Regions from separate parts of the Macaca mulatta genome. Here regions 1 and 2 are each linked to region 3. A link is a contact called in public Hi-C data. All regions are on one chromosome and are shown on one strand. Each heading gives the region's core, a stretch centred on a gene start, on an enhancer-like site or on the middle of the called end of the contact. The rest is flanking DNA. Distances are from core to core; before and after follow the strand shown. Region 1 holds the start of GNL1 (G protein nucleolar 1 (putative)). Region 2 holds the start of FLOT1 (flotillin 1). Region 3 holds the start of DHX16 (DEAH-box helicase 16).

Region 1 (2,967 bases), core at 76-2,575, 120 kb before region 3:
ATAGCTCCAAGGAGGACGTCGAGGAAAGTCCAGAACTGGGAAATCAGGAAAAAGTCCAAGTGTGAGGGAATTTTCAGGATTCAAGAGTACATCCCAGACCCCTCCATCCTCACACTAGGCTCTTACCTTTCCAAACTCCTTTCCCCAGCCCAATACTTGTCTTGCCCTCACTCACCTGAGCCAGGCTGATAGACCTCCCGGATGTCCAGCTCCAACACCTCAGCACTGACCGGCTGTAGAACTTGCTCCCGGGCTGCTCTCTTTCTCCTCTCTACCTCCTCTCTGCTGTCTCTCTCAAAATGCAGTCGGTATCTAAGGGAACAGGGACCAAGACATCCAGCGCAATCCTGTGGCCACAAACTCCTATTTTCTCCCCTCTTGGACAATCAACTTCGCAAAGCATTCTCTCGTCGTTCAAGTCTCCTCTCTCAAGTCAGCCTTCCCCCAAGTCCTTCTTTCAGGCAATACTCAGCCTCCTCCTCCTAAAAGCCCAACTCTCTCCAGCCCCTCTGGAAAGCAAGATTGTGGCCCGCACTGGGGAGCCGAGGGGCTAGCGGAGAACTGTGGCATCGCAGGCCCACCGTCTTCACCAGCAGCAGCCCACTTTCCCCCAAAGCTCTGACTTCCGGGTAGGCGGGAAAGCCGGGACGAGCGCCCCCTCCCACCCTCACCGATTTGGGTCGTAGCCTCGTGGACCCAGCCCCTGAGAAGGCTGCTGGTTAAGCCTGCGGATATGATGGGTCACAGACTCCCCGTCCGAGGTGTCTGTCTGTTCCTCTCGCCGCTCCCGGCTCCCGCTGCGGCTGTTGGAACTGGAGCGCAGCCCATCTTGAAGCCCTGCGGGGAGGGGCCGGTGACGCCAGTGCTGGCCAGCTCTCAGGGGCCATAAGACCCTCTCCCCCACCGGTCTGACTCTTCTTCATCCCACTCAACTTCTTCCGACGCTCTGTCCTCCCAACCACCCTATTCGGGACCCTCCCGGATGTGCGTGGGGGGGAATCACTCCTCCAGGGAGCAGTAGGGACGGCGCCCCGTGCGAGCTGGAGGGATTCCCCTCCCCCAACTCTCCATCCTTCCCCACCCCTTCCAGATGTGGGGGGGTGGGGTGGGAGATCCCCTCCGCGATAGGCCGCGAGGGTTGGCGCGGTCCCACGACACCCTCCCACGACCCCCAGAGGTGCAGCGGGCACACCCCTCCTTCCAGCTGTGCGGAAGCCCGAGCCCCGCCTCCTCCTCCAGCTCCCGCACTGACCTCTCTTCCGCTCCCGTTTGTCCTGCAACTGCTTCTTCTTCTGCTTCACGCTAAAGGGCTTCTTCCTCGGCATGGCCCGGACCAGTCACCTGGCCCGCCCTCCGCCGAGCTCCTGCCGCCTCAACTGACTGCCCCCCGGGGCAGTCCCCGCCGCAGGGGCCCGGGACCCTAGAGGAGGCGGAGCTAGCAGGTGACGTCAGCGGGCGGGCCCGACCGAATTGCCGCCGCGGCGGCGATGGAAGGCGGACAGGGGAGATACACAGTCACTTCCCTCCAGGAGCGAGGCGAAAGGATGATGCGGGGTGGGCTACTGGCACGTGAGAGCCAGTAGCACCGAGAGAGCACCCCGGCGGCGAGGAAGGAGGCGCGCGTGGGAGGACCAGGCTAACTTCGTCACGGACGCTACCAACTCGCGTTCGGAGGAGGGGGGAGCGCGTGTCATCACTACCTTGCGCTCCCGGGAGAAGCTACCACTCACCTGGAGGGGGCGGCGGAGCGGAGGGCGGGGCCTATTACCTAGGGGAGAGGAGGAGTGGACACGCTGAGGCTACACTCCCAACCCCCAGGCTTGACCTTAGTGGAAAGCCGAGACGGTGCGTCCCGGGAATGAAGCCAGGTTGCTGGGCTACACCGGGGGCACGGTCAGAGGTCTTTAGGGGAGGGCGGCGGTCTGAAGAGTCCTGGCTGCCGACCTGCTGGGACCCAAATTCCTTGTGGGAACGATGATAAGGAGCAGGTTTACAGATCAGAAGTGCAAAAGCGGGCGAGAAGCGAAACCCAGGCGGGACAAGGGCTTTTGGAGGGAGGTCAAAGGGCACAAAGTTGTGCCTGCAGCTGTTACCATAGTAACCGAGGACCGGATGTGGCGATCTTACGGTGCGACAGTCCTCTTCTCAGGCCTTCTGGCCCGAGAGCCTGTTGACTCTGTGACACACTCTGAGGAGCTGGTTGTGGTGTTTTCCAGCGAGGGAAGAAGAGCGGAATTTTTTCAAAGCATTTATAGAAACGCAGCAAAAGGAAGGTGTGAGGTTGCCGCCATGCCTGGCAGAGACGGAGAGAGGCAGTTTACTCCAGAATGCGGCCGCCACAGATGTTCTCCGCAACCTTCCGGAAGTGGAATGGTGGGAGCTTGGGCATTGCTGCCCACCGACCCCCCGGAAGCGGAAACAGAATCCCCGCGTGCCCCTTCCTCACTACCCTCCAAATCCCGCTGCAGCCATTGCCGCAGCCACGATGCCGAAACGAAAGAAGCAGAATCAGCACCAGCCACCGACACAGCAGCAACCCCCACTGCCCGAGCGGGAAGAGACTGGAGATGAGGAGGATGGGAGTCCCATCGGTGAGGGGTCAGGGAGGGATGTGCACATGCCTGTCAAGCCCGTCCGGGCGAAGGGCTAGGGGCTAATAAGGTGCGAAGGAAGGGGCTCTAACGGAAGGAGGAAGGGCGCACGCGCTGGGTAGGGATGGCAGCAGGGCTGTCCCAAATGGAGCCTTGAACCAGGAGTTCTCTTACTGGAACCGTCAACCTCAATACGGCCCCAAACCTTTCTGGAACGCGGGGGTGGAGAGAGTAAAGAGCTCTTTTGCGCAGCCGCAGAACAGTAGGGGAAAGGGGCAGTAGAGATGTTGCAGATTGCGATGACTGGGTTGACAGTTTGTATCCGGATTTTGATTGAAAAGGTACAGGTGCCGCTTTCTCTAAACTAGTCCTCTGG
Region 2 (3,161 bases), core at 607-3,106, 68 kb after region 3:
GGTAGGAAATGTCAGGGCAGTGGGAGAAAGGCCACAGTGCGAGCCTGCTTCCCACCAAGGTTCTCTGTCTGCCTCAAGTATTTTCCCTGCTAACCCAGCACCCCTGCTTCTTCTCAGTTGTGCCACTTCTATCCCCTTTCCCACTAAGCAACCCCCATCTCTCTCACCCGGATCCCAGCATCTCTCTTGGCCTCTGCTTCTCCAATCCGTGCATCTTTTTGGACTTGAGCTGTTCGAGCCTTTCCCAAAGAGTGCAAATAGTCCTGTGGGAGAGATGTAGAAATTAGTCCCTTGGACGGCTTAAGAGATGGGAGCAAGGAAGTGGGGAAGGATCAATTGCCCAGTTTTACCTGGTCATCGTGAATGTCCTTCAGAGTGTAGCTAACCACACTGATGCCCATGTTGACCAGGTCTGAGGAGGCCACTTTGAAAACCTGCTCTGAGAATTTCTGCCTGTCCTTATAGATCTCCTGTGATAACAGGATGGTGGGGAGAGGGGATGTAAGATTTCTTTTTTTTTTTGGCTCACTGCAACCTCTACCTCCTGGGTTCAAGCGATTCTCCTGCCTCAGCCTCCCAAGTAGCTGGGATTACAGGCACCCACCACCATGCCCAGCTAATTTTTGTATTTTTAGTAGAGATGGGGTTTCACCAGGTTGGCTAGGCTGGTCTTGAACTCCTGACCTCAAGTGATCCACCCGCCTTGGTGTCCCAAAGTGCTGGGATTACAGGCATGAAGCACCCTGCCCGGCCGGGATGTAAGCTCTTAGATCCACTGTCTGTCACAGACTAGTGTGGTCCTTGGGTCCCCCTCATTTTGGCATCATTCCAGATGGTTCCCTGCCCCCAGGCCAACCTCCACAGTCATGTGGGCCATTATGGCCCTCTGGTGGCCCTCTAACGTCTCCAGGGCAATGTGGGCAATCTCAGCCTCCGTCTTCCCCAGGAACATCTGACAGGCGGCCGCCAGCATCTCCTTGTTCTGCCCCTGGATTTTTACCTGTAGCCAGAGTAGGGGTAGGAAAGGTGTGGTGGGGGCCTCATGAAGTCAGAGAAGAAGCAGAGAGAAGGGAGAGCCCTCAAAGAAATGCTTCTTCCATTTCAGGGAAAGAAAGGAGGAGGCAGCAAGTGCCTTGAGGGTGCCTGGAAAAGATGAGACTAGCAGAGGAACTTCTCTGCAGGCAAGGATCGAGAAGGCTGTGGCCAGAAGATGTCTTAATGTCTGGGTGAGAGGGTGATGGGGAAGTAGACTTTGGGGAAAAGGCTCTGAAAGCCTCACCTGGGCAATGCCAGTGACTGAGATGGGGACCCCATGGCGAGTGTAAACCTTTTCACTCTTGACATTGAGGGTCAGTGTGTTGAGAGAGATCCTAGGGGAAAAAGAAGGGACAGACAGTAAGAAAAGGAGGAAAAAGAGAAAATGGGAGGTTCCCCTTCCCTGGTTCCCTTCTTGCCTACCTCTGGATCTGCTGGATGCAGGGCAGGACAAAGACTCGTCCTCCAGCCACCATGACTGGGGGGCTTCGGCAGAACCCTGCAAAGTGAGGAGCAGTGAGGAACTGTGGCAGAGCTTGAATGTGGAAGACTGAGGAACTGGCGGGGGCTAGGGGACAGCAACCCACAGGAGAGAATCTGGGAGCTGGAGGGGAAGCAATCTGGGCCTTGGAATGGTGGGAATCAAACTGGGCAGTTCGTGGTCATCAAGGGGCAGAAGTCTGGGGCTGGGAAGCTGGTAGGGAGAGGGAGAAGGGGCAGAGGCCAGACTCACAGGGGTTCTGGGGTCACTGGCTGGGAAGGGTACAACAGTACTTACCGGAGACCACCATGGCCTCATTTGGGCCACAGGTGAAAAACATGGTTCAGGCTGGAGCTGGAGGAGAGGGAGGGAAAGCCATTGCGGATGGGGAAGGGGCGCTGTGGCGTCCACAGGGGCCCATCCTTTCCCTTTCCCGTCAGGCCCTCTCAGTCTGCATCCGCCACAGCCTGTCCCTTCCGCACCCATGGGTCCGCTAAAGCTTTTCCCTGCAAAATCCTGAAGATCCCCAGCGACCTCTTCCCCGCCTGCGTACGGTCCCTCCCTTCCCCTCGCCGCTCCCTTTGATAAAGGTCCCCTGCGCCCAGAGGCCTGAAGATCTTTCCCCTCCCTCCCTGCCTCTCGGCAGCCCCAGGCTCCATCTCCCCTCCCCCACTCACCTTCCTGGACACCGGCGGCGGCCCGGCTGGGGTCTAGGGAAGGGCGGGGGCGCGCAGGGACCTGCAAGCCGAGCAGGGGCCGGTAGCGGACCAGCCTTCCTGGGTCCGCTCCCGCGTTACCCACCCGGCCGCACCCTGTTGCTGCTGCAGCCGCGACCCCGCCCCCCGCAGCAAACTAAGCACCCCCACCTCGCCCCGCCTCGGCCCTGTGAGCTTGGCCCGCCCCTTTCCCGGCAGGCCCCGCTCGAGTCCGCAGCCGGCCCACCCGTTGGCTCCCGGGCCCAGCCGGGCTGCCTGGTTAGCCCAGGGGCGGCCACATCCCTGCCGCCCCAATCACCGCCCTTCTTGAGCCGGGCGACACAGCTCCACGCTCCGCCCCCGGGCGCGGGACTTGACCTCCGCGGCCCGGCACCCTGGCGTAAGGGTGATTGCCACATCTCGGATTCGCCGCGGGGCAACTACCTGGGAAAACCGCAGACTGGGCAATGAAAGACTGCATCGGGCAACCGGATGCTGGGTTCTGTTGACTCCACGAAAAGGAGCTCCGGGGCCCAGGGAAGTGCGCGGGCTGGGGACTGGGCCACGGCGCCTCCCGCCGTTCCTTGCCATCTGAAGGCGGGGAGGAGCGGGGAGTCGGCGCTTGCAAAGATACACTCAAGACTGCAGACAGTAAATCAAGTTTATTTGTGTTCACAGAACATACTGGGCAATCTCGACAGTCGCCCCGTGACAGCCCACCAACCCCCAACCCTCTACCCCGCAGCCTCTCCCTAAAGGCGACTTCAAGAAGATCAAAGGATCTCACGGATCTCATTCCCAATGGTCCGCCGAAGTCTCACACAGTAGACAGACGGAGCTGAGATGCTGGAGGATGCAGTGTCACCTCCTAAACTTACGACCCACCACCAGGCTTCATCCCAGCCGGAACGTCCTCCCCCACCCGGGTCCTCCCCACTTCTTCTCCTACT
Region 3 (3,397 bases), core at 457-2,956:
TTCCAACAACCTATAAGATCGGTTCTTCTCCAGCAGGGCTCGGGCCTCTCGCTCTGCTGCCCGCGCTGGCTTTTCTACCACTGCCTTTCGTGGTACCTGTCAGTAGAGGGGAAGATAAGGAGGTCTGAGCAACTCCTGATCTCTGCCCTCCCACTTAGCTCTAGCTCTGTTCCTAATTTAAGCAATTACTTAGTCTCCCCCCGCCCGCCGAGATGGAGTCTTGGTCTGTCACCCGGAGCTGGAGTGCAATGGTGTGATCTCGGCTCACTTCAACCTCCACCTCCTAGGTTCAAGCAATTCTCCTGCCTCAGCCTCCCAAGTAGCTGGGATTACAGGCGCCTGCCACCACACCTGACTAATTTCTGTATTTTTAGTAGAGATGAGGTTTCACCATGTTGGCCAGGTTGGTCTCAAACTCCTGACCTCATGATCCAGTTGCCTGGGCCTCCCAAAGTGCTGGGATTACAGGCGTGAGCCACCGCACCCGGGCACAATTACTTAGTTTTAAACCAGCTAACCAGCCTTCATTCTGTCTTCCTCATGGCTTCACCCCATGTTTATCATCCTGAATGGGGCCCACAGCTTTTTGGCTTTTTTTACAGACAGGGTTTCACTCTGTCCCTCTTGGGCTCAAGTGATCCTCCCACCTCAGGCTCCTAAGTAGCTGGAAACACAGGTGCACACTACAACGCCCAATTAATTTTTAAATTTTTTGTAGGGAGGTTTCACTATGTTGCCCAGGCTGGTCTCGAACTCCTGGGCTCAAATGATCCTCCTGCCTCAGCCTTCTGGGGTGCTGGGATTACAGGTGTGAGCCACTGCACCGGGCCTCCTCTGTTAATTAAACGGCTGAAAGGAAGTTCAGAAGCTGAGGGGGGACGGGCAAGGTGGCTCACGCCTGTAATCCCAGCACTTTGCGGGGCTGAGAGAGGAGGACTGCTTGAGCTGAGGAGTTAGAGACCAGCCTGCGCAACACACCAAGGCCTCGTCTCTAAAAATAAAAATAAAAATGAAAGATATTAGCCGGGGGTGGTGGCGCATGCCCATAGTCCCAGCTACTGGGGAAGATGAGATGGGAGGGTCGCTTCAGCCAGGGAGATCGACGCTGTAGTGAGCCGTGATCTTATGACCGCACTCCAGCCTGGGCGACAGGGCGAGCGAGGCTGTGTCTCTCAAAAAAAAAAAAAAAGGAAAGAAAGAAAGAAAAAGAAAGAAATGCAGAAACTAAGATCCCTACTGAATCGCAATCTGCATTTTAACAAGGGCCCTGGATGCATGTTAAGAGTTCGAAAAACACCGTTCTATTGCGTTTAACCCGACACACCTAAGCCCTCCTCAATCTTCTCCACTGAGCTGGGCGTCCAGCAGCTAGCACAGTACCTAGGCGACAACGGACAAAGAATAAGTGCTTGTGAACTGAGCTTTCTTAACTCCTCGATGGACCGTTAGGCCAGCCTCATCGGGACAAATCACAGGACCCCTCCCCACCCTGCCGACACCTTGTTCCAGAGTCTCAGGGCGAAGTCCCGGGCCGGCCCACTGAGATCCAAAGTATCAGTGTCTCGTAGGCGCTGCACGAACTCCTCGGCCGACGTGCAGCGCTGTGCAGTACCGATCAGGAACTGGGCGACGTGCCGCTCGCTCAGCCCCAACACCGAGTGCAGCTCGTCCTGAACCCAGCGCTCCAGCCCCGCCGGCGTCGCCATGGCGACCCACGCTCCCTGCTCCCAGCCCTGAAGCGTCGGGCAGCCCCGTTCACTGCTGGGCCAGTCGGAGGCCTGGAGCCCTCGGCTGGAGCCTCAGCTTCGCAAGGCGGCTACCTTGGGACCTCTAGGATCAATTTCCGACATCCCAAAGCCGTCGTCCGGTACCGCAAAGCCCGGAAGGGGCTGCACTTTTTCCGGCCTCTAAGCACTACGGTGGCCGAGCGAGTTCAAACCTCGCGGAACCATGCCTGAAAGTTCGGAGTAATTCTTTTTTCTTCATTTCCGCCTCTATCCAGTTTCTCTGACGCCCCCTGATGGTCAGTCCGTGAGTGCTTCCCTAACGCATTCATTCAACAAGTGAAATCAATTTAATGGAGGCCTAATGTGTGCTCATTGCTTTCCGTCGCTGGGATCTAGCAGAGGACAAATCAAAAGTTCCTTACCAAATTTACATTTTGCGGTGGGGGAGGGACAGGATACATAATAAATAAAGTATGGAAGTTTTATAGCGCCAAAAACTCTGCAAAGTAAGGGACAACCGAAATTCTATTTCAGATTGGAAGATGGGGTCCATGCTCATGAAGCATATTAGCCGTGTTGGCCGGGCGCGGTGGCTCACGCCTGTAATCCCAGCACTTTGGGAAGCCAAGACGGGCAGATCACTTGAGGTCAGGAGTTCGAGGCCAGCCTGGCCAAGATGGCTAAACCCTGTCTCTACTAAAAATATAAAAATTAGCCGGGTGTGGTGGCGTGCGCCTGCAGCCCCAGGTACTCGGGAGGCTGAGGCAGGAGAATCGTTTGTACCTGCGAAGCGGAGCTTGCAGTGAACCGAGATCCCACCACTGCACTCCAGCCTGAGCGACAGAGGAAGACTCTGTCTCAAACAAACAAAAAAGTGACCTTTGCTAGGATTGGTTTGCCTGCAGCAGGAGTGAAGACAGGTCAGGCATAAGGGAAGACCTCTAGGCAGGAAGAAACTGGGGAACTGGGGAAAATTTTTTTTTTTTTTTTTTTTTTTTTTTTTTTTTTTTTTGAGACGGAGTCTCGCTCTGTCACCCAGGCTGGAGCACAGTGGCCGGATCTCAGCTCACTGCAAGCTCCGCCTCCCGGGTTCACGCCATTCTCCTGCCTCAGCCTCCCAAGTAGCTGGGACTACAGGCGCCCGCCACCTCGCCCGGCTAGTTTTTTGTACTTTTTCGTAGAGACGGGGTTTCACCGTATTAACCAGGATGGTCTCGATCTCCTGACCTTGTGATCCGCCCGTCTCGGCCTCCCAAAGTGCTGGGATTACAGGCTTGAGCCACCGCGCCCAGCCCAGGAAAATTGTTAAAGACAAAATCTCCAAACTAAGGAACAGGCAAACTGTTTTCTGCATTTTTGCTAACATCTTGAGAAAATCACTGGTGGCTGCTTATTTAAAAGTAAGCAAGGCCAGGTGCAGTGGCTCTTCCTATAATCCCAGCACTTTGGGAGGCTGAGGCAGGAGGATCTCTTGAGAACAGGGGTTTGAGACCAGCCTGGGCAACATGGTGAGACCCTGCCATCTCTACAAAAAATTAGCCAGGTGTGGAGGTGTGCATCTGTAGTCCCAGCTACTCTGGAGGCTGAGACAAGAGAATCTTTTATTTTTTATTTTTATTTTTTTGGAGACGGAGTCTTGCTCTGTTGCCCAGACTGGAGTGCAGAGGCAC

The links. Hi-C and Micro-C count contacts between places; a contact is called where the count stands out from the background.
Region 1: a contact with region 3 is called in a Hi-C map of blood, with 2.6 times the contacts expected there. The contact joins the promoter of GNL1 here to the promoter of DHX16 in region 3. A contact is called at or near these places in 4 of 14 Hi-C or Micro-C datasets (CD4 T cells, blood, fetal cortex germinal zone and 1 more).
Region 2: a Hi-C map of fetal cortex germinal zone shows a contact between it and region 3, with 3 times the contacts expected there. The contact joins the promoter of FLOT1 here to the promoter of DHX16 in region 3. A contact is called at or near these places in 5 of 14 Hi-C or Micro-C datasets (CD4 T cells, blood, cortical neurons and 1 more).

Annotation. Positions count from the first base shown.
Region 1 is chr4:152,490,202-152,493,168 of T2T-MMU8v2.0, reverse strand. It overlaps GNL1 (G protein nucleolar 1 (putative)), which reads right to left and starts at 1,325. Exons shown (of 12, transcript NM_001047139.1): 1 at 1,253-1,325; 2 at 672-837; 3 at 176-312; 4 at 1-35. The coding sequence starts at 1,325. It overlaps PRR3 (proline rich 3), which reads left to right and starts at 2,420. Exons shown (of 4, transcript NM_001257586.1): 1 at 2,420-2,591. The coding sequence starts at 2,486. LOC144340506 (a long non-coding RNA gene) reads right to left here. Exons shown (of 2, transcript XR_013416688.1): 2 at 1,477-1,768.
Region 2 is chr4:152,305,515-152,308,675 of T2T-MMU8v2.0, reverse strand. FLOT1 (flotillin 1) reads right to left here and starts at 1,856. Exons shown (of 12, transcript NM_001105168.1): 1 at 1,814-1,856; 2 at 1,459-1,534; 3 at 1,280-1,370; 4 at 857-1,000; 5 at 351-470; 6 at 168-263. The coding sequence starts at 1,856. It overlaps LOC114677753 (a long non-coding RNA gene), which reads left to right and starts at 2,618. Exons shown (of 2, transcript XR_013416698.1): 1 at 2,618-2,752; 2 at 2,890-3,161.
Region 3 is chr4:152,372,944-152,376,340 of T2T-MMU8v2.0, reverse strand. DHX16 (DEAH-box helicase 16) reads right to left here and starts at 1,706. Exons shown (of 20, transcript NM_001105166.1): 1 at 1,500-1,706; 2 at 1-96. The coding sequence starts at 1,706.